3 separate regions of the Mus musculus genome follow, and regions 1 and 2 are each linked to region 3. A link is a contact called in public Hi-C and HiChIP or PLAC-seq data. All regions are on one chromosome and are shown on one strand. Each heading gives the region's core, a stretch centred on a gene start, on an enhancer-like site or on the middle of the called end of the contact. The rest is flanking DNA. Distances are from core to core; before and after follow the strand shown.

What was found. A called contact is a pair of places that touch in the nucleus more often than the background predicts. HiChIP or PLAC-seq counts read pairs in DNA pulled down with a chosen protein or histone mark.
Region 1: a contact with region 3 is called in an H3K4me3 HiChIP or PLAC-seq map of forebrain, with 31 times the contacts expected there. The contact joins the promoter of Celf2 here to the enhancer-like site in region 3. A contact is called at or near these places in 4 of 39 promoter capture datasets (cranial neural crest, frontonasal cranial neural crest, hippocampal neurons and 1 more), 2 of 484 Hi-C or Micro-C datasets (cerebral cortex and forebrain) and 5 of 115 datasets of contacts at active chromatin or transcription factors (SST interneurons, astrocytes, embryonic forebrain and 2 more).
Region 2: a Hi-C map of forebrain shows a contact between it and region 3, with 2.9 times the contacts expected there. The contact joins two enhancer-like sites. A contact is called at or near these places in 2 of 484 Hi-C or Micro-C datasets (cerebral cortex and forebrain).

The regions. Positions count from the first base shown.
Region 1 is chr2:6,882,994-6,886,300 of GRCm38.p6, reverse strand. It overlaps Celf2 (CUGBP, Elav-like family member 2), which reads left to right and starts at 1,305. Exons shown (of 14, transcript NM_001110228.1): 1 at 1,305-1,449. The coding sequence starts at 1,343.
Region 2 is chr2:7,530,059-7,533,481 of GRCm38.p6, reverse strand. No RefSeq gene overlaps it. Among named protein-coding and RNA genes, the nearest start is that of 5031426D15Rik, 600 kb to the right of the region's middle. Within about 2 kb of position 2,096, at least 16 of the 459 cell types and tissues checked have an H3K27ac peak or open chromatin away from gene starts, as enhancers often do. A contact at or near this core is called in forebrain, where this site is marked.
Region 3 is chr2:8,535,530-8,539,088 of GRCm38.p6, reverse strand. No RefSeq gene overlaps it. Among named protein-coding and RNA genes, the nearest start is that of Gm30904, 190 kb to the right of the region's middle. Within about 2 kb of position 2,073, at least 14 of the 459 cell types and tissues checked have an H3K27ac peak or open chromatin away from gene starts, as enhancers often do. A contact at or near this core is called in forebrain, where this site is marked.

The DNA of each region.
Region 1 (3,307 bases), core at 56-2,555, 1.7 Mb after region 3:
TGGGTATATTATTTAAGGTCCTCAAATATGGGGGAGAACAAAACCCACCATCATTTTCTTCACTCTTAGTCCCGGTTATATTTCAAGTCCAGAATTTTACTAGGAAAGATACACTTTGTGCCGATATAGGATGGGGTGAGCATTCAGGATTCACACCAGTCTTTGTTGACTCAGGTCTGTTTTGAAATGTTCTAGGTTATTCCATAGAAAGTGAGGGTTTTCCCAACTTCCAAGGTCAGTGTGCATCCCCTGGAGTGACGTCCGAACTTGCCCTTTTGGATGACTATGTGTGCAGTCCATAGAGTTCTCTCTCTCTCTCTCTCTCTCTCTCTCTCTCTCTCTCTCTCTCTCTCTGTGTGTGTGTGTGTGTGTGTGTGTGTGTGTGTGTGTGTGTGTGCTTAACTTACTGTTTGACTTCCTAGTTATTTATGGAATGATTCCTACTCAAAGAAACAGAAAGGGGAATGTGTATTTTCTCTGGTCCACTTTATGTTCAAAGGCTCAAGAATATAGTGAAGCAGAGTAGCAAATTTTCTTGTTTTGGGGAAAAAAAGCCACTCATTAGCCTTTCAGGAATGAAGCTGCTGTATCTGTCAATTACGCATTCAGTGCGACCAAACAATCTTTGTGTTGCCTGCTGGCTTTGATGCCTGGATTCTGGTGAATGAAGCTCTTAATTTATAAGAACTCTGGCATACAGAGAGTTAAAACACTTCCCAGTTTCTTAGCCTCTGTTCTCTGCATCTATGGTCCAGGGTGAGGCTGAGGGTCTTGACCTTGTCACTCTTTCTAAGGACAAGAGGAGAGGAACAGATGAATCCAACTGTGAATGCAGTGTCCCAGAAAAGAGAGGCAAAAATCCTTTTGAGCACACTGACCTGTTCAAATCTCAGTCCTCTGGGATGCTCTGCTGATAGTTGATAGTGAACTGTGCTGTGAGATTGGTTTTGCTAACATACACACACACACACACACACACACACACACACACACACACACACACATATATATATATATGAAATCACATGTCACTGAGTTGCTTAAAATCTTCCCAGTTTTTAAGATGGTAATTAGGAGATCCAATGCCAGGCTTGAGTGCATGCAAACAAGCTCTCTCTAGAAGACACAGCACACCAGTGCAAAAACATGCCTAGATAACATAACTTGTCGGAGAGGATTATTTCTTCCCAGTGAGTCTGCAGGAGCCCTTTTCTGTACTATTCAGCATTTGAGAGGAGAGAGGGAGAGAGAGAGAGAGAGAGAGAGAGAGAGAGAGAGAGAGAGAGAGAGAGAGAGAGAGAGAGGAGAGGGGGCGCATTAGTGAATAGCGACTGTGGCATTGATGTTTGAGCGCACTTCTGAACTGGCTTTTGTTGAGACTATCAGTGTAGAAAGCATGCGCTGTCCCAAATCCGCTGTTACTATGAGAAATGAGGAGCTGCTTTTAAGGTATGTTGTTGGGTCCTTTGTTTTTAACATAGGCTTTTCTAGTTTTGAGAGCTGGTGGAGACGCCAATCTTGCCCTGAATCAAGCAGCTTCCTTATCTTAGAAGAGAAAGAGAGAGAAAAAAGAATCTAAACAGAGAGAGGGAAATGAAATTGAGACCAAGAGATTGGGAGGGAGAGCGAGCAAGCCAGGGAGAGAAAGGAGAAGGACTGCTGTGAGGGAGTTGTGTGTGTACTAGTTGTCTTTTGAAAGCAGACCATGCATTTGCTCCCCGCTACCTATGAGCAGCCAGTGGATGTTTTAAGGGTTCCGAATCTGGCTGTTGGTTCGTCTTTTCCTTTGCAATGTCTAAGCCTCTTTCATTATTATGCACTCTGCATGGAATAATCATCGAAAAAGGAGCTGAGGAGACTCCATATTAGACTTGCGTTCCAAATACCACTCTAATCTGGACTTAGACACCTAAATAGTCCTCTCGTGTTATCAGGTTTGGATCACTTTATCCTGCTTGCCAAAATGTGTACCTGTTTGGAGACCTCTGTTCATGCATGGCGTCCTGGGTCCTCTTGTGCGGGAAAGCAGATACCTGCTTCCTGCATGGGTGGTGGGGTTCTATCATAGACCGAGAAGGAGACACAGCTGACCTTTTGGGAAGCGGAGAGAGAATTATGATAGAATTGGCATCCTGCTTTTAAAAATGCAGTCTTTTGTTTATTTGCTAGCAGACATTGTAGCACTGAATACATCTTTGGGTCTGACAATGGGACCGGTGGAACAATGGAGCTGTCAAACTAGCTTAATGCATGTCTGGGGCTGGTTTTCTGTTTGTTTGTTTTTTTTTTCCAGCACCCCCTTTTATCTCCTATAATCTTGTTGTGTGGACTATCAGAGGGAAGCTTTGGGTCTGCTTATTTGTGGTTTTATGCTTTTAAAAATTTATTATCTGCCGTTCTCAGAGCTTTTTGCATTTTGCAGTTATGTTGGCTGGATTAAGTTAGAGATTTATGGCTTGCCTCTCTGTTAACTACAGAAAGAAAACTTATTGATTGAGGATGCTTGTAATACTATTATCATTGTGGCAAATGCCTTGTTGATCAGACCTGCTTCTACAGTATTTACCGCCGAGGATTTTAAATGCTCCCTTTTTTTGGACCTAGGGAATGTAGCATAAAAGAGAAGTTAAGAAGGACATACTTAATGCTCAAGTAATCAGTATTCCTAGTTTTTAGCTTCCCCTTTGGCATCCACAGACAAGCAGTTTAGAAATCCAAGAATAAGAACTTTTGCCTTTCCAATTTTGGTCACCAACTATTGTTCTGTTACTTTGTTAAGTGAAAGGTTTCGATGGAATATATTGATCTTTGATTTGATGTTTATATTCTTACAAACTGCATTTCTATGAAAGGCAAGTATTTCACGTGTATTCGGATGCCCTTCATTTCATAAGATAAACTGGTTTCTAAGGTGAAAATACTGTAGGAGAGAATATGGAAAAATCTGGTTCAAACTTCTCAAATGCTGAAACCATTTTTATTCCACACTGGATGTAAAATAACTGAAATTAAAATAATAAGTAATAGATTTACATGAAAATCCTCTTTTAAGGTTGATGTCTATAAAGAATATATATTTATAGTGTTTTAGTGTTTTTGCTTAATGAACCGTTTGTGCCAGATCAATATTATGAGATATGTATTAGTAAGTTCATAGACTAAAACCGAGAGCCCAATATGAGAAACAAAAGGGGAGTTGTTTCAATGAATAAAATAAAAGATAAAATTGGTTTCAAATATTTCCTGATAGAGTTTGGTACAAATTAGGGATGTCCCTCATTAATAAGGAAGGACATACATGTATTAC
Region 2 (3,423 bases), core at 847-3,346, 1.0 Mb after region 3:
TTATTTATATTTCAAATGTTGCCTCCCCTTTTCCTGTCTCCCTTTCCCTGTCCCATCACCATGTCCCCCCCACCCCATTCTCCCTCCCTTTTGACTCTAAGAGGATGCTTCTCCCACCAACCCATTCACTCTAACCTCACTCTAGCATCTCCCTTCTCTGGGGCATCAAGCCTCCACAGGTAGATATATTCTTAACCCTAAGTATTCTTCCTAAAGTTTCAAATAGCATGTGAATATATTTTTATGATTTGTGTGTGTGTGTGTGTGTGTGTGTGTGTGTTTCCAAAAAGACTAGAAGAGGGTGCCAGGTCCCTCAAAACTGGAGTCAGAGGTAGCTATGAGTCACTGTGTGTAGGTACTGCAAATCAGTCTAGAACTCCTGAGGAACAACCAATGCTCTCAACCATTCAGCTGTCTCTCTAGGCTTGTAGATAATTTTTAAGTCCCTCTTTTCCAAATTAGGTTACAATAAATATTTGTAACTCATTACTGTACCACAGGCTAATGGAAGCCATTAAATAAGGGGGAAAGTTTACAACAGATATAACAGAAATATAATGTAGACAGAGGAGAAAGGAAAGCCAGAAATGAGTCTTATGGTATACAGGGAAAGACATAAGAAAGAATACAGGAGTGTTCACCAGATGGGAAGTCAGCACCTAGAGAGCCCACGTGTGAGGACAAGAATGGGAGTCACCTTCCAAGAACAGGAAAAGAGATAAAGACATAAACTAACAAAGGCCTAAAGAACAAATTTATACAGATACAGACAGGAGAAAGCCTTGAAAGAGGGATCAGGGAAAAGTAATAGAATATGGGATCAATAGCTTTTGTTGGATTATATTTTCAAGACCAGAAGAGGTCATGTGTGTGTGTGTGTGTGTGTGTGTGTGTGCACTCTAATTGTGATGAATATACACATGCATGTGCCCTTGCACTAATGGAAGTCCAAGGAGGACTTCAGTGTTAGTCTTTATCACTCATCTCACACTTAGCCTGGAGCTACACTGGTAGACAACAGACCCCAGGAGAAGCTAGACCACACCCTAGAGCAGGGGACTTATAGATTTCTTTGTTGCTCTGCTCAGATCTCTACATTGTTGTTTCCTAATTTGAACTCGGGTCCTTGTACTTGCGGGTGGCTCCTGCCTACCCACTTAGCCACCTCTCCAGCACCACCACAGCAGAAACAAATGCTAGTGATGAGACAAAACTAAATAAAGACATAAATGGAGTAATTAGGAAGAGAATCCAACAGGAAAAGAAAGCCATTAATAAAGATACCTAAGGACCCCTCCGGGATACAACTTGAAAGCAATAGAACTGGGAGGAGGGACACTGCTTACAAAATCAGGGAGGACCTGTGTGGATTTGATCAGGTATGTATAGTCTATGTTTTCTCTTATAACTCTGCCCTCTCCTATATATCATATTAAAAACTCCATCACATAATGGATTAACTAAACTATGCCAGTACAATTAAAATTCATGGAGACATTAGGTGGTACTTGTGTGCTTCTTCTTTGGGTCAGTCACATGCTAGTAGCATTTGCTAATTCCTGCTAAGGAGCAACTTTCTAAAATGTCAGGAGTGAGTATAAAAGTAGCCCATCCCATAACCTCATTTATTCGTTTCTGCAATTCAGGCAGCTTTCTTCAACATCACGATGTGTGACCAGGATTTTTCTTTTATGGTAACATGGCAGATGCAGGCAGGATTGAAAACCTTCAGTGTCTTACATATGGTTTGGAAACAAAATGCAGCAACCCATCTTGGTACCCATGCAGGACTCCTTTGTGTTCAGAGTTGCCTCTGAAGTTATTTTCGGAACATCGTATGGATTTTTCGTTGAAACATCTGTGTTAACTTTTATTATCCCTGGTCTGCTTTGTAATTTTGGAAACAGATATAAAGAATGAGCAACCCAAAGCACAGTAATATAGTGGGAAGCATCCTTCATAAGTCAATTGAGGAATTTAATAATCTCTTTAGAAATAAGCTCTGCAGCTATGAGAAAAATGTGTGGGTTAAAGGCCTTCCAATTAAGAAAGGTTTCTCTGTGGATTTATAGGCTGGTGGTTCACTCTTCCTGTTCGTGTTTCCATAGCAACTGTCAGGTAGATTTTCTGCTACTTGCTAGGAAGTTGGAAATGTTGAGTCTGGTTGAGCCTTTTCAATTCAGTGAAGCTTAAATGAAATTCTTTGCAAGGAACTGGCATTTAGCCTGGGTCATTTATTCATATCTAGAAGGAAAAAAATCAATTATAGTAATCAAATGTGCAAATTTTTTATTGGTATTATTTTGGGTACATATTTTGTGCTGTAATCTATTTTTAATGCCAGGGTGCTAAAGGTTTTAAGGCTGCAGCTGGCCTCTTTGCTTTCTGATGGCTTGTGGCTTTAATTACAGCCCAAGACATAGGAAGGCATGCCTTTTTTTGGTCTATTTTTTTGCAAGCTATAATCACCCCTGGTGATATTCAGAAGCGCACGAGGATCCAGAAGGCTCATTAGTTTGAGACACCTATACTGCACAAAACACTGTGTACAACCTTTTATTCTTTTTATTTTTCTTGTTCCATTGGTTATTTGGATTAAAGCCTGGGGATATAAATAATGTAGATGCTATTATTTAAACTTCTTGTGAGTACAGTGTCTTCGTTTTCCCTTCAGATTAAACCCAGTTGGGCGTCACTCTCTGTGGTTAATTTCAACCCACATTGACTGATGCCTGACAGCTCCACGTAGGATGGTCTCCTTTAATCCTTGAAAAGGGAAAAGAAAAGAAAGAAAGAAATATCAAGCCTGTAGGAGGGCAAAGGGAGGAGCGCTTTATGTAACATCCAACATGTGCCACACAAAGGACAGACATCTGAGGGCCATTACTCAATGTGTCTTTTTGTTAGCCTCTTTGCTCACTGGCGCACAAACATCAGTTTCTACAGAAAATAAGGTGCAGTCTTTACCTCACAGGGTCCTGGGGTTTTGTCTGCCATCTTCTCTGTGAACGCTTCCTCTGTCATTTACAAACGTGCCTTCAGAGAGATATTTCAGAGCCTTTCGTTCTGTCCCTATTCTTTTCTCTTGTCATTTATATGGCACACTTCTATCTATTATGTTGACAGTTCATAATGCTATAATTGACTATTGGTAATAATACAAGGAAAGGCAGGGAAAGAGTATGGCAGAGACAGAAACAGGAAGACAGACAGAGAGAGAGAGAGAGAGAGAGAGAGAGAGAGAGAGAGATTTTAATTCAAAGTTGAAATGTTCTTTTTTTTTTTTTTTTTTTTTTTTTTCCTCCTCTATGGTCTAGAAACTGTGCTTTCTTCTGTTAAGCTAAATAAAAACTTTCTCAGGAGAGCAATTGAAGTCGAAGGAAGCTCAGCCTTCAGTCGCTCTGCTAGGAAGTGGAAATGAAG
Region 3 (3,559 bases), core at 824-3,323:
TCATTGATCTGTTATGATGACCCCAAAGCCCTTTTCCACAGAGTTCACAACTAACTTGAAATCTGACAATGTGAACAACAGGTTTAAATTTTCTCTCCAAGCTGTGTAACATCTCGTATGGCTGGAGTAAATATCTTCCTCTTCAGCTTTTATATCCCTTTTGAAATCCCCATCTTTTCTTCCGGACTTTTCTTATTCCTGTTGTCACTGTTGATTAGTTAAGAGACAGACCTCTTTCTCTTTTAACATCATCTCTCTCCATCATTGCTAGGTTTATTTAATAGACTAAAGCTCGTCCTTGGGCTTTGTTTTGAATTCTGTTGTTTTCCAGACTGAAGCTCGCACACAGGTTCTTTTACTGCTGTGTTTCTTGGTGTCACTACCCGGTTCCCATACTCAACCCCTGTGATTCCGTTCTTTTCAGATCATCTTAATAAGTTCCAGGACAAAATTCTGAGATCACTACTTACAGACTTATTAGAGATACATAAATGTTTAGGTAATAACTTCGGATGAAAAGACTTGCCATTTTAATGTGTCTACTGTAGAAAAATTTGCGAGGCTAGATAAATAGTTCAGAGGTTAAAGGCACTCGCTGCCCTATCAAGGGACTTCAGTTCCCAACATGTACAATGGCTCACAAATCCCTATAACTGCTACTCCAAAGGGTTCATCTCCTCTTCTGGTCTCTGTATGTATTACAAACATGGATGCATAGACATGGACAAAGACAGACAAATAATTCAACTTCTATTTTTTAACAGATACATTTATTTATTTAAGGTTACATAATGATTATTGTTTATTAGAAGCTTTAATGGCTACAAAACATATAAATTGAAAATAGATTAAGATATTCAACTGTTTGTGTGTTATTGAATGTCAAGGTTGTTGTTGTGCTTGTTGTTGCTATGTTCTTGCTTGTAGTATTTAATTGTGCTGTGGGAAGTCGCATATTTGTGAATATTTCCCTAGCAGGTACCTCTTTGCAAATAGTTTTGGTTTGTGGAAATATCTCTTTCTTCTTTGCTGCCATTATTTTGCTTTTAAAATAGACTTTTATGGGGCTGGAGAGTTGGTTCAGCAGTTAAGAATATTAGTTGCTCTTGTGGAACACCTGGCTTTGCTTTCCAGCACCCATATAGTGACTTACAAACAGCCCTACTTAGATAGTTTCAGGGCATTTGATGCCTTTGATCCTAAAGTCACCAGGTACACACAAGGTGCCCATACATACATTCAAGCTTCCCTATCGCTTTCTCTGTGACTTCCTGTACACTTCTACTTATCTCTGGAATAGTCTGTGTTACCCTGACTTCTCATTTTCTGGGGTATACTAAGGCAACTCTACTTTACCCAGAAGCTTGTACATATAGTAGTTGCTATCCACTTGATTTTTTTAAAAACAAAATTTTGGAATACTCCTCACATTTTTGATAGAACTACTACTTAAAATGGAAAAATTATTTATTCATAAAAACAGATTTAATATGTGATACAAATACTGACAAATATGTAGCCAAAAAGTTAATAGCTATATACTTAAAATATATATGGTTAGCCAAAGTTTATAAAATTTTTAATTAGAAAGTGCCAAAAATCCATCTAGTTACAGTGATAAATTGTGCATTTAATATAGAAGTTACTATTATTTGCCATTAAAAATAAATACTGTTTTGATTAATTATTTGTTACTAAGTGTCTTTACAGAATTTGTTGGACATTGTGTCAATCAGCAGAAGTAGTGTAATTAAACAATATTATCAAGATGAGTTAAAATAATGTAATCACATTACATTATTTAACTAAATTTTAAAATCTAAAGAAAATGTTTTATAAAATTTGTCTTTAAAATTGTAAATATTTTATAGCATTTTATTCTTTGATATGGATTCCTAAATGACAGGATTTAACATTGTGATTAAAGCAAAAGTATGGAACAATTGTTTTAAAAACTGGCATTAGAGGGCACTGTTGGATGCCTTGTAGCAACTACAAAACTGAATGCACAGATCAGTTGAGGAATTTTTATGGGGTTAAACTTTAAAACGTTTTAATTTTCAAACCCACATGTAGATTTAGAGACTATTTTTGCCATAGAAAGATGAGAGAGCCAGGGAGGGGGAGAGGAGGAAGAGAGAAGAAGGAAAAGAGGGAGAGCATACAGAAGAGAAAAAGAGATGGTAGAGGGGACAAAGGAAAGAAAGGAGGGAAGGAGGGAGGAGGGGAGGGAGGGAGGGAGGGAGGAAGGGAGTCATCAATCTATTGGATGAGTCACACTGACATTGTGAAGTGAAAAGGGGAATGGAAGATAAAATTAAAAATCAGAATCCTTAGAAATATTTTTTGTTTAAAAAGCTAGGTATATTAGGATGGATTAAAAAAGAAATATAAAAATCTACTATTGTAAAAGCTGAGATGCCTAAAATATATACAAAAGTAAATAAAAAGGAAAGAGGAGAGCTACTTCAAGGGAAGAATAGCAAGTGGGGGTAGGGGAAACAGGGGAAGACAATGGAATCAACTATGAACACGGCATATTATGTGGGTGAAAGGTCCCAACTAAATTCATGATTCAAATAAAAAAAAAAAGATAGAGTAGAACAACCACGATACTGCGCGTTTAGATCATTTGCTTAGTTCTCTTTAGAACAGTATGATCTGGGCATACTATCCCGTGGAGCTCTCAGACTCTGAACCACCAACCAAAGAACGTACAGGGGCTAGACATATGTAGCAGATGCGCAGGTTGATCTTAATGTGGGATCCGAATAACTGGAGCGGGATCTGTCCCAAAGCTGTTGCCTATACGTGGGAGAGGTTCTACTAGCTAGGTGGTCTCCTCAGGCCTTAATGGGAGAGGGAGTGTGTGCCTAGCCTCGCAGAGGCTTGAAGTGCCTGAGTGAAGGGAAACCCAGAGGGGTCCTACTGGCTCAGAGGAGAAGGAGAGGTGAAGAGGTGAAGGATTATGGGTGGGAGTGACCAGGACAGGGGCTGTGAGCTGGATGTAACGTGAATCAGTTAAAAAAAGAAGAAAAAAAAAAGGAGAGAGAGAGAGAAAAAAGAGAAGAAACATCATTGCCAAAAGGTCACTTTGGATGTCACCCAGGGTGCAGAACAGTACTAGAAAAGACTGATTTTTGTCATTACATTGTAAAATTATCACTGTAACTATTCCCTCCCTTGCTGAGCACAGGAGGACTATAATTAAATGTTTGGTTGCAGTGTTTTTAGAATGTATGGTTCTTTTGTTTGTTCACTCAAGATTATAACCCAAAACAACTGTAGAAGCCACAGTCAAGCTTGGAAACACAATCTTCTCTAGTAACTAATAAGTACATTCCCTGAACTCCACTAACATGAAACTGTCGCTAAGTGCAAAGAGAAGCTAGAAAAAGTCTTTGTGTATTTTCGGGCAAATCATTTTCTTTTGAATGTATTAAAGTTGTCTATGTTCTTATTCTTGGATACACAAAAACACAATTGTTATTAGACGCGTTCTCACGACCGGCCAGGAAGAACACCACAGACCAGAATCTTCTGCGGCAAAGCTTTATTT